4 separate regions of the Mus musculus genome follow, and all the other regions are linked to region 1. The links are chromatin contacts, called in public Hi-C and HiChIP or PLAC-seq maps. All regions are on one chromosome and are shown on one strand. Each heading gives the region's core, a stretch centred on a gene start, on an enhancer-like site or on the middle of the called end of the contact. The rest is flanking DNA. Distances are from core to core; before and after follow the strand shown. Region 1 overlaps Fbxw7 (F-box and WD-40 domain protein 7). Region 2 overlaps Arfip1 (ADP-ribosylation factor interacting protein 1). Region 3 holds the start of Arfip1 (ADP-ribosylation factor interacting protein 1). Region 4 overlaps Gm46836 (a long non-coding RNA gene).

Region 1 (2,720 bases), core at 79-2,578:
ATACAATGAAAATATTTTAACTGGAAAGAAGGTATAGATGTAATGAAAAGTTTTAAAAATTGACCAAAAGATGAAATTCAAAAAATTAACACTACAAAAAATCATATATTTTTATTTTCTTTTCCTATCCACCATAATGACCTAGGCAATAACATACAAAGTGGATAGATGATAGATTTAATTTTTCTAATGTAAGCTTTGAATTTTAATCCAATATTTGTGTCTATGAACTATTTACTTCAAAACAAACTTCTCATTCTTTTATCAGACATTTAAAGAAAGATTTGCGATTATAAACTAAAGTCCAACTTTCAGATTACGTTTTCTAAGTGTCTCAGCAGTGCCCAGGATAGAGTCCTCTGTGTCTGTAACAAATTTTACTTCGTGACTAAGTTTAACTCTCATGCTTATGCCGGGATACCCCAGCTGTTAAACTGGCCTTACACAGCTGCTCACCAAGAATTCAGCTGGTGATTAATATAGCTATACCTTTAAGTCAACTATGGCAAAAATGTCATTGTAATTACAGGTATTTCAATCATGCAAGAATTCCATCCCCATGTGACGACAAAGAGCCTCCAACAACTTCATCTTCCACAGTATTCAAAATAAACAATTAAAGTCTGCCCTTTACTTTTATAAGCAAGTTTTAGCACAACTCACTCATCAACCTTTCAGCTATTTCTCCTGCAAAAGTCTTACAAATCGTTTGCAGGCCAGGAAATCACACTACTCTGTGCTTCTGGGGACCCTGCAGGGAAGGATATGTGCGTACACACCTTTAAAATAAAAATAAAAAAAAATTAAGTACAAAAAATATTTACTCTAAATAAAATACTTTAAACATACAATCAAACTATAGAAAATAATTTAGACTTTCATTCCTAGATAAACTGACAGTCTCATAAATTTCAACATTAATTTTATAGCAGATGTCTGAGTTTTCATTTCTTCAATAAATAAAACACTAATTAGCTATCAAAAAAGATAAATTAACTCAACTTCTTTAATCCCAAATGTGCTTGTGTAGGAAGATCTTGAGAGTTAAGAGGAAGTGAGTGAGAGGCTGTGGAGATAGAGACATAAGGGTAAATGCTTGCTATGTAAACATGGGGACCTTGAGTTCAACACCCAACTCCCATGCTTACACTTGCATGCTCAGTGGGCTCAAGCATCTACAATGCTAGTGCCCAAATGGAGAAGAAAGGGTCCCCAAAGCTTGCTGGCTAGCCAGACTAGCAAGCCTCGGGTACAGTGAGAGGCCTGAGATGGAGAGTAATTAAGACACCAGCTATTTATCTCTAGCCTCTACGTAAGAAAAAGGAAGCAGGAAGGAGACCATAGATATTACAACATCCTACAGCATATACATTTTCAAAGATGATCACTATAGTATCCCTGTCTTTAAGAAAAGATTCCTTTTTGCAGTAGGACGCTAATATTGCTTACTCTGAAGGGTGTACGCTACATTCTCTTCACTTAAAAAAAATGGGCAGACATTTCTGTTTAAAGGAACATCCATTTAGGCTGTCATTAAAAAAAAAAAAAAAAAAGTGGAGCTTGCTTTTCACACTGCTGTGCTGTTTCCAAGTGATCTGCAGTCATAGAATAAAGCTCAGGGCAGCTCAGGTAGAAGAGCAATCTGGGTAAAGCCTAAGACTGCATGATGGGAAGGCGACTAACCAGCCTCCGCTGACTCAGACCCACGGCTTCACCTCAGGCTGCACTCTGACTTGTACAGGCTGAGTGTTCAATGTGCCGGGGGATGACAAAGTATACATACAAATAAAGGGCTCCGAGTATACAGCTTCCCTGTGATACAGTGCCTACAAAGCCTTCACTGTGAAATGGCACCTACACAGTCCTCACTACCATATGGCATCTATGTAGTCTTTCCAAAGAGTGTTAATTTCAATTTTTAACCACGGTGAAAAGGGCAAAAGGTGATCCAAGATGGAAAGATTAGTTGCTATTCTGAGGGTGGAGATTATTTGGTAACACTTTCCCACTTTGATAACTACTAAAAATGAACCAATTTAGCAAGACTTTGGCTATTTTCAAAATAAAATATAAAACTATAGAAAATGTATGGCTTGGATTTCACCTGAGTTACTTTAATGTAAGATTTAAAAAATTAGCTCACTTTTAAATTTTCTGTCATCATACTTTCAACTTTGCTTCGTGAATACTCCACTGACCACACAGTAGTAGACAGGTAAAAAGAAAGAAAGTGAGTGTGAACATGTGGGCATTCTCTCCAGCACGCACGCAGCACGCACGCAGCACGCACGCAGCAGGGACAGAACCTGCAGGAGTATCGAATGGATCCTCCTTCCAGTTACTGCAGTCACTGAGTCCACAGCACCATAGCATAGCAAGAAGACAACCGAGGTTTTCATCTCTTCTCAGCATTCCCAAGTGGCCCCCAGTTTATTAATATTTTAAGTTCCAACTCTTTCTAGTTTCAGCATTAAGCAGTTAATTACAAAATGAGTACTTCATGGTTAGTACTAACTAAACTTAAATAACCTACAGTTCAACTCCAAGTTAAATGCCATAATCATTTAGGTAGAAGTCAGAACAGTTTCAATGCACCAGATGACCTCTTAGAAACCAACAATGCTTTGCATGACATCCCAGCAAGCTAGCTTTAGCACAAACTTGTAACTTTGAAATAATTGACATTATGAAATACAATCAGCTAATAGCTGCTGAAGACT
Region 2 (2,720 bases), core at 107-2,606, 370 kb after region 1:
GTTATAGTAAGAAAATTTTTTCCTGTAGACAGAAGCTTATTTTGAAGTCCATTAAATAAGACAAGTAGACCCTCTTTGTATAAATTATACACCAAACATGGCTTTCTGAAGTATTTCTTATATTATGAGTGGTATCTATCATAATTCTAAGAGGCAAGGAAGATGCTCCTGGTATTTGTCATCTGTAACTTTTCTTTAAATCAAGGAATCTAGATTGAATACAAAGAAAGCAGCCAGGTACATTTATCTTACTGTATTGTCATCATGTAGAATATATATGAAAATAATATATAGATAATGTATCAAGTTATACAAATATTAGATTGGTAGATAGTAAGTGTATGTGACTAAGTTTTTAAAATATGCCTTTTATAGTTTGGCATTAGTATGGCTTTTTCTCTTCTCTTTAAAAAACATTTATTTATTTATTTATTTATTTATTTATTTATTTATTTATTTATTTATTTTAAATGTAGGTGTCTGCCATGGCTCAAGAATCTCCCAAAAACTCTGCAGCAGAAATCCCAGTAACTAGTAATGGAGAAGTTGACGATGCTCATGAGCATGGCTACAATAGGGTAAGAATACTTTACTTTCGGTTAATGTAGAGAATCGTGGCACACTTTTGCCAATAATTTGAGGATTATTGGATAGGCTGTGGCTCTGGTTTGTCAAGGTTAAGCTTTGCTGCTTAGCTCACTAATAGACAACCTATGAAAAACCCTAAACATTTATGTCAGTAACCAGAATGACAATGTATCTTGCAGTTTTGGCATATAATTTTATATAGTTTTTATTTTACTTTGATAAGAAAAAAGTGTATTTTACCCTTTAAAATATTATTTATAAATATTAGTACATTCTTTTAAAATGTAGCAGCAGCATCTCACTGGTTTTAAAAGGTACTTAATTCCTAAGAGGCTGGTTTTGATTTTGCTGTTGTTTTGCTATTTTGAGTTGCTGTGATAAAGTACCATGACCAGAAAGGGCTCGTGGAAGTGAGAGATTATTTCGGCTATGGCTCTAGAATGTTAGTCCATTGTGGGTGGGGAGTCCTGGCCCAGAGGTCGGAGCCGGAAGCTGGCAGATCAAATTTCTGCCCACACACAGGAAGTGTAAATTTAGAACAGGAAGTATGGTGAGGCTGTAAACTCTAAAGCCCATCCCCAGGCTCTGCCTCATACAGGCTCCCTAACCTCCTCAAGCAGTGCCATCCACTGGGACCAGGGTTCAGACACGTGAGCCCATGCGGGGCGTGTCTCATTAGGTCCAGCAGAGCAGTTAACATCCTGAAGGTGGACAGTCGACTCAGAAGGAAACTGAGGCTGGAGGTGCAGTTTTTGTGTGCATTTGTGCTGGGATTGAGGCTGAGACCTTGTGAGTGGTAAGCGTAGTCTCTACCACTGAGCTACAGCCCTGACCTAGTGCAATTAATTTTGCTCTGCCTCTGAATTCAGTTTAATGCATTCTAATGAAACACTATGAGATTGGAAATAATCTGGGTTCAGATTTCAGCTGTGTCATTTCTAACAGTGAAACCTTGATAGTGTTTCTATATAGAAATATTTTCTTTTATTAGGATATTAATAGTAAGTAAGATGAGTAATGAGCCTTATAAAGTCAGAAATGATGGTGATACTTTTGATTTCTGAGATTAAACATTCTTCTAATGACATTTGATACAAATGTACAACTTTAAGGAAAAATATGGCTCTGTGGTCTTAAAAAGTTTTTGTTTTATTAGGTTGTTTGCTTGCGTGCTTGCTTAGACAGGGTCTCACTGTGTAGCCCTGGCTGGCCTGGAGCTCACAGAGATATGCTTGCTTCTGCCTCCTGAATTCTGGGATTAAATGTACACACCAACATCTCTCTCTCTCTCTCTCTCTCTCTCTCTCTCTCTCTCTCTCTCTCTCTGTGTGTGTGTGTGTGTGTGTGTGTGTGTGTGTGTGTTTACTTGAAAAACTAGTGGTTGAAAAGTTTTTAAATTATCTTATAATTCTGTTATGCTTCTGCTTCCTATTTAAGAATGCAACCTTTCTGTGATATTTTAGCTCAGGACTCTGAGTCGGTGCCAGCTCATTCTCAGTTGTGGTCTGTGAGCCATCTTTGTAGGTACCAGGGGCACCACCTTTCTTTTCTACTGGCAGCCTCACCTTTGTATATTGCTCAGTGCCTGTAAGGGTGGGGAAATGCACTTCTGGTTGGGAACTACTATTTTAGATAGCTCTTTGTGATAGTCTTCAAGCCTGAGATTTATCTTAGTTTTTTTCTACTGCCAGGACAGAATACTTGAGAATGAATAATTTATAAAGAAAAGAAGCTTGGAAGGGAGAGAAGACCGAAGAGCTAAATAGTTTGTAATAACGTGTTGAGAGAATTCATTCAGTTTCATGAGAAAGCCATTCATGTCTCTTAGAAGCCTCACTTTAACATTACAGCATAAATGGCAGCATGAATTTCACCCAGGACAGACCACAGTTACACTAGTTATTTATTTTACTTGACAATTACTTTAATTGGGCTTCTGAGCATGTGTAGTCCAAAATAGTGTAACTGAAGGAAGACTTGGATTCTGAGCACACAGTTAAATCTCTTACCTCTAAGATAAGCCTGCATGATAAGGAAACTCAAGTTACTGTCATTAACCAATTACTTAATAAATATCTATTAGAACAGATACTCACTGTACCAAATATTTAATTCTTTTTTCTTCCAAATTT
Region 3 (2,720 bases), core at 161-2,660, 340 kb after region 1:
AACTATCAGCAATTCCTAGAGAAAGTATACAACTTAAGAACAAATAGATAATAAAAGAAGCCAAGTATCCCCAAATTTAAAGAAACACCACCAGGCATCCTCAAGGAGACACCCAGTTTTGTTATGTACTAGCTGTCCACACCATTCATACACAACCGGGCATTGCAAGACATGTTTTCCAAGTCACCCTTCAGAAGCCCTGTACATGATGACACTTGCACTTAGCTACAAGTCTTATTCAGTTCTTACAGAACGAGAGCAAGAGTTACACTAGACAGGGGCCCCTTTCTAATAATGGAGAAGACTAATGGGTTTCAACTCAAGAGGATGGTTTTGAGTAGGAAAATTCACAATACATTGCAGAATAATTACAGTTTGAGAGAATTGGTACCCACCCACCACTCCCTTTATAGCTCAATTTCAGAACAGAAAAGCCCTTTATACAAGATTTATGTTTGGGCATGTCAGCACTGTTTTTGTTGATGTTTTGTTTGAGTTGATGTGCTAGCAATCTAAGACAATACCGTTATTTAGGTTTGAAATATGTGTAGTGCATTATGTAAATGTATGTAGTGTTACTATTAACCAGACTGAGGAAGACACAGTACAAGGATATTTAAACTCATTATCTAACACCGCTGGGAATAGGGAAGATTCTCGCAGGTACCCCCAAAGTCTGGTAGGAAACGACCAAGAAGAGCTCTGGGAGAAGGGACAGTTGAACTGTTTCTGTGGACGGGGCGTCAGCGATCTACTTAAGAGGGGATGAGCAAGAAGGCAGAGTTCGGTTGCCGGCAAAAGAGGAGCAGCGAAGAAAAGTACTATGAGCCCACTGTCAGAGAGCAAGCACAGAAACAGAGCTACCACCGCACGTTCACGGTTGCCGGTCTTGGTGCACAGACTGGTAAGAGTGCGGTGATCGCGGAGAGCTAGCGAGAAACCTAAGAAAGCGAGGGCCGGGCTTCCGTGCTGCCAGCGCCGGTACACTCATCTTCGCTCCATCCCTTCCGCATCCCGTTCTTCTCTCCGGTGGTTGACAAACTTTCGGCTCCGCGGTGGTGAGCTACGGCCACCTCCACCCTCCAGACACGGAGTACGCGTGTGGGAAAAGGGTAGAGGATGTCTGGCTGGAGGGCTGCACTTCGCAAACTATGGACTGTTCCTCTACGCTGCAACCCGGTTACCCCGGCAACGGTCCGTGCGGATTCCCGGATGTAGTTCACAGGGCCGCGGCCCGGGGCGGAGTCGGGAGGACCCAGCCCCCTGGGAGACGCGCGCGCACCATAGAGACGTGGCGGGGCCCGGGCTTGGCTTCTAGAGAGAGGCTGTCCGGGGCCTAAGACCCCGCACTTCCGGTCTGCTCGCTTCCGGCTTCGCGGGTAGGGTGCAAGCGCCGGAGACCGGGTTGAGAGGTCGCGGGTGCAAGTGTCCTCGGCGGTTGGTTGCCCGGAGCCTGTGACAGCTGTAGCTGCTCCCCGCCCCCGAGGCGTGGGGGAGGAGACGAAGGAAAAGCTCCCGGTTGCGCTTCCGGTCCCTTCTCCCTCTGGCCGACGTGATTCCCGAGGGCTGCGACCGGGAGAGCCCGCGACGGAGCGCTGCCGGCTTCCCCGCTGACAGACAGGTGAGGGCGGAGCCGCGGCGGAAAGGAAGGGGTTGGGGTGGCGTGCTTCCCGACAGATGGATGTGTCGCCTGCGGCTACTCTCATCAAACTTGCTCCTGGGCACTTCCATCCCTGGGAGCAGCCAAGTCCGCCCCTTGGTCCCTCCTGTCCCTCTGAGTCTGAGTGTGTTCTGGAGTGAAGGGGGGCAGCACTGGCCCCTGGGGCGGCTCCGCTCGGCAGTGGGAAGAGTTGGCAGGGTCTGGGGCTTTCTGGACTCTGTCCGAGTGGGCCGCCTTTCCCCCTGCTCTTCCCTGAGTGTCCTGCTTCCTCTCTCCTGCTGTGAGAGGAAGGGAGGTAGCAATCTCTTGGAGAGATTGCCTGACACCGGTGCCGAGGGAGGCGCCCTGCCTGAAATGTCCCAAGCCTGAGGGCGTCCAAGGAATGCTGGAGTTTGGAGGAGGAAATTGTGGCCCTGCCTTCTGGTGCGTTCCTTATTGCCAAGTTAACTACTCTTTACGTGTCTAGGAAAGGAAGCGTCTCTCTCTCTCTCTCTCTCTCTCTCTCTCTCTCTCTCTCTCTCTCTCTGTGTGTGTGTGTGTGTGTGTGTTAAGTGCTTAGATTCTAGACTTTCTCCCCTGTTATTGCTTCCTTGGCTTTGTTCTTGTTTTCCTCTTGAACCCTCTGATCTCAAAAAGTTTATATTTTACACTTCCTGCAGATCCTTTAAGTCACCCTTTCAGGATTTCTGTGCGTCCCTCCTTTATTTTTTCCTGAACTATCCTTTCTTGGTTCTTATCTGATCAGGGGGGCGGAGGACGAATGAAAAAATCGCAGGGCTTTTCATCAACGTGTTGCTTTCACAACTGCGAAGGTGTGTTCACACTTGCCATTTGATTAACTTGATTGCTAAAGAAAGGTGCACCAGATTGATGGCGGTTGGTCAGTTCTCTGGAGGCTGCAGGAATGGCTTGTATTTCATTGCTGCTCTTTCAGAGCAAGCGTTGCAGCAATGTACACTTTTCTTGTATTTGTTCTATTTTTATTTGCTTTTAATTTTCGTTTTTGTTTTTCTTGTTCACCGTGACCAACGCTTCCTTCTAACTCCAAAGTTTAACAGTA
Region 4 (2,720 bases), core at 66-2,565, 300 kb after region 1:
CTGGTCACATTCATAGGGCTACGGTCCTAAATGGCTAAAGACATTTGCCTCACTCAGGAAGTTCCTTTAGACTGCCCTAGCTATGACTACAGGAGTAAGAGACTGAGGTCAGGGTGAAGACAGGAACACTGGAGGGGAGGCTGAGGCACTGGGAGGATCGTTGATGCATAACTCAAAACTGATAAAACTCAAGGAAGGGTTAAGGTTAGAGACAGTAGGGGTGAGATGGGCATTAGAACAATCAAAAGGCGATTTTAAAAGAAGGTTGTGAGGCTAAGAGATACAGGTGAGCAGGAGAAGGCAGGGGTCTGTAGTCTGTGGTCTCATCTCCACAGTCCTATGAAGTGAGTACTATCATTCAACTTTCTGGAAGAAGACAGACTCAGAAAATACTAGGGAGTAAAACTAACAGGCCTTGGTGTTTCAGGTCATCTCCAGGAAGAAGGTGAAAAGCAGGGGGTTTGAGGTATGAACGTGGAGGGCAGAGGGTTCTGATTTAACATGTTCAGAATAGCGGGTTCCCTAGGAAAGGATTAACGGGTCAGGAACACAGCAGGGTTTGGTGTTGGGGGTTCACAGTTGGAGAGGTGGGTCTGCAGTCAGCAGCTCAGGCCAGAGCAAGCTTTTGGACTCCGAATCCTCTCAGATAGATGCCTCGCTGCCTCCGGGAAAATGGAATTGTTTTCTAGAGGCGAGAAACAAGAAGAGATTAGAAGTGAATTCCAATTTAGGAGCTCGACAAAAACCTCAGCTGCTGCCCTCAAACTCCACAAAGAATATCTGTGCACTGAAGGACTTTCTTGAAATTTATATTGCTGGGGAAAGCTGCCTGCTTTTGAAATACTGCTTTAACAGTGACCCCTAGTGTTAGGGAGAGGTCTCTAACTGATGCTCAGCCTACAAAGGAAAATTCCCTTCACCGGAGTCACTGCAAAGCTAGAGCCAATATGCATTGCCAGGTGCCTTAATGCATTATTCAGTCACCTTGCCTTTGGGAAGCTCACACTCAAACAATTCCAGGTCGCTTCCCTGCCAGGAAGATGTAATGGAGATGAACTCTGAGAAGGGCAGCCAGCATAAACAAGGAGGGAGGCATACCTTCCCAAGAGAATAGTTTGTAGAGGAGGAGGACAAGAAAAAAACTACAGACTAGAAGGTTGATAAAATACTAAAATAACAAGTTTCTCTGAGTGATAAATCTAAGAGGCGCCATGTTCTGCTTCCTTTCTGTGGCTGTGATAAAACTCTCTGCCCAAAAGCAACTTAGGGGAAGAAACTACTTATTTCAACACACAGGTTCATCATTTAGGGAAGTCAGGGCAAAAACTCTTACAGGAACCTGATGCAGAAACCACAGGAATGCTCAGCTCACTAACAGGCTCATGCATAATTAACTTTCTTATTCAGCCTGGCAGCACTGGCCTAGGGAATGGTGCTGCCCATAGTGGGTTTGGCCCTTCTACATCAATTAACAACCAAGACAACCCCCTACTCCCAGACATGACCACCGGCCTATCTAATCTAGGTAATTGCTCCCTTGAGAGTCCTTTCTCAGATGACTCCAGCCTGTGTTAAGTTGTCAATTATAGCTAACTAGAATGGACCCATTTGAAAGTCTGAGAGGTTCCCTCAGCCTGACAAACTAATTCTGAGCACTTGTTCCATACCAAGCCAGCTTACTACTGGCCTATTTATCCCAAAGGTAACAACAGTTATTATCTCAATTGTATAAAGAGGCCAAAAGTAGCAATCAGTTAATTATCCAGGTTGACTGCAGCTGAGGAGGAAGGAAAATACAACTGGAACCCAAGCTTCTTGAATGCCAAGTTTGCATTTCTAATCTTAGTGCTACAGCCAAAAACAAACAAACAAACAAACAAACAAAAACAACAACAACAACAAAAAGCAAGTATGCTGGCTGGGTGGTGATGCCACAAGTCATTAATCCCAGCCCTCTGGAGGCAGGGGCAGGTGGATCTCTGTGAGTTCAAGGTCAGCCTGGTATATAGAGTAAATTCCAGGACATCCAGCTCTACACAGAGAAACCCTGTCTTGAAAACAAACAAACAAACAAACAAACAAACAAAAAAGTATGATAAGTATGCTGGTGCTAGAGAGATGGTTTAGCAGTTAGGTGCACTTGGTCATCTTGCAGGGGGCTAGGATTCAGTTCCCAGCACCACATCCACAGCTATGTATGTAGCTCCAGGACCACTGGATCTAGCTCCCTTTTCTGCTCTTGGGCATTGCATACACAAAGTGCATATACATTCAGGCAAACACACAAACACCCAGCTCTAGAATATGCATAGCTCATTAAATTAGCAAAGGCTAAAAATGTAACTTGGTTCCAGAAAAGTGGCAGTCTGAGTGTCTGGATCACAGCCTCTATGTGCTCATTCAGATGTGGTCATTATTTATCAAATCAATGGACCATTCAGAGAAGGAGCCCCTGGGCATGCACTGCAATTTTTAGAAATCCTTACTAGAGACGGGGGATGTGGCACAGTGGTGGATACCAGAGCCTGCTCAGCATGGGTTCTTAATGCCAAGAGTGAAAAACAAACAGCTTCTCCAGCTGACAGCATCTTCACATCTGGAAAAAAAAAAAAAAAGCCAAGACAAGACAAGAATTAAAGGCACAAGGTGTTTGATGATTCCAAAAATCAGAAGTTTTTGTTTTTGTTTTGTTTTCTCAATACAGAATTTCTCTGTGTAGC

What was found. A called contact is a pair of places that touch in the nucleus more often than the background predicts. HiChIP or PLAC-seq counts read pairs in DNA pulled down with a chosen protein or histone mark.
Region 2: a contact with region 1 is called in a Hi-C map of bone marrow-derived macrophages, with 13 read pairs. The contact joins two enhancer-like sites. A contact is called at or near these places in 3 of 484 Hi-C or Micro-C datasets (the G1E-ER4 cell line, bone marrow-derived macrophages and embryonic stem cells) and 1 of 115 datasets of contacts at active chromatin or transcription factors (embryonic stem cells).
Region 3: an H3K4me3 HiChIP or PLAC-seq map of bone marrow-derived macrophages shows a contact between it and region 1, with 2.6 times the contacts expected there. The contact joins the promoter of Arfip1 here to the enhancer-like site in region 1. A contact is called at or near these places in 10 of 39 promoter capture datasets (the C10 cell line, embryonic stem cells, hematopoietic stem and progenitor cells and 5 more), 8 of 115 datasets of contacts at active chromatin or transcription factors (the SCID.adh cell line, bone marrow-derived macrophages, embryonic stem cells and 3 more) and 3 of 9 other capture datasets (adipose tissue, liver and macrophages).
Region 4: a Hi-C map of bone marrow-derived macrophages shows a contact between it and region 1, with 22 read pairs. The contact joins two enhancer-like sites. A contact is called at or near these places in 2 of 15 datasets of contacts at CTCF or cohesin (the NIH/3T3 cell line and stem cell-derived epiblast-like cells), 57 of 484 Hi-C or Micro-C datasets (B cells, the Ba/F3 cell line, the C2C12 cell line and 34 more) and 2 of 115 datasets of contacts at active chromatin or transcription factors (astrocytes and bone marrow-derived dendritic cells).

What each region holds. Positions count from the first base shown.
Region 1 is chr3:84,917,084-84,919,803 of GRCm38.p6, reverse strand. The region is part of intron 4 of Fbxw7 (F-box and WD-40 domain protein 7); the gene reads right to left. Among named protein-coding and RNA genes, the nearest start is that of Gm40080, 40 kb to the right of the region's middle. Within about 2 kb of position 1,328, at least 7 of the 459 cell types and tissues checked have an H3K27ac peak or open chromatin away from gene starts, as enhancers often do. A contact at or near this core is called in bone marrow-derived macrophages, where this site is marked.
Region 2 is chr3:84,545,792-84,548,511 of GRCm38.p6, reverse strand. It overlaps Arfip1 (ADP-ribosylation factor interacting protein 1), which reads left to right. Exons shown (of 9, transcript NM_001081093.2): 2 at 477-578. The coding sequence starts at 486. Among named protein-coding and RNA genes, the nearest start is that of Gm35410, 35 kb to the left of the region's middle. Within about 2 kb of position 1,356, at least 33 of the 459 cell types and tissues checked have an H3K27ac peak or open chromatin away from gene starts, as enhancers often do. A contact at or near this core is called in bone marrow-derived macrophages, where this site is marked.
Region 3 is chr3:84,581,315-84,584,034 of GRCm38.p6, reverse strand. Arfip1 (ADP-ribosylation factor interacting protein 1) reads left to right here and starts at 1,410. Exons shown (of 9, transcript NM_001081093.2): 1 at 1,410-1,621. Gm35410 (predicted gene, 35410) reads right to left here and starts at 1,620. Exons shown (of 1, transcript NR_164319.1): 1 at 1-1,620.
Region 4 is chr3:84,613,851-84,616,570 of GRCm38.p6, reverse strand. Gm46836 (a long non-coding RNA gene) reads right to left here. Exons shown (of 3, transcript XR_001784062.1): 2 at 2,487-2,596; 3 at 401-685. Among named protein-coding and RNA genes, the nearest start is that of Gm46836, 11 kb to the right of the region's middle. Within about 2 kb of position 1,315, at least 34 of the 459 cell types and tissues checked have an H3K27ac peak or open chromatin away from gene starts, as enhancers often do. A contact at or near this core is called in bone marrow-derived macrophages, where this site is marked.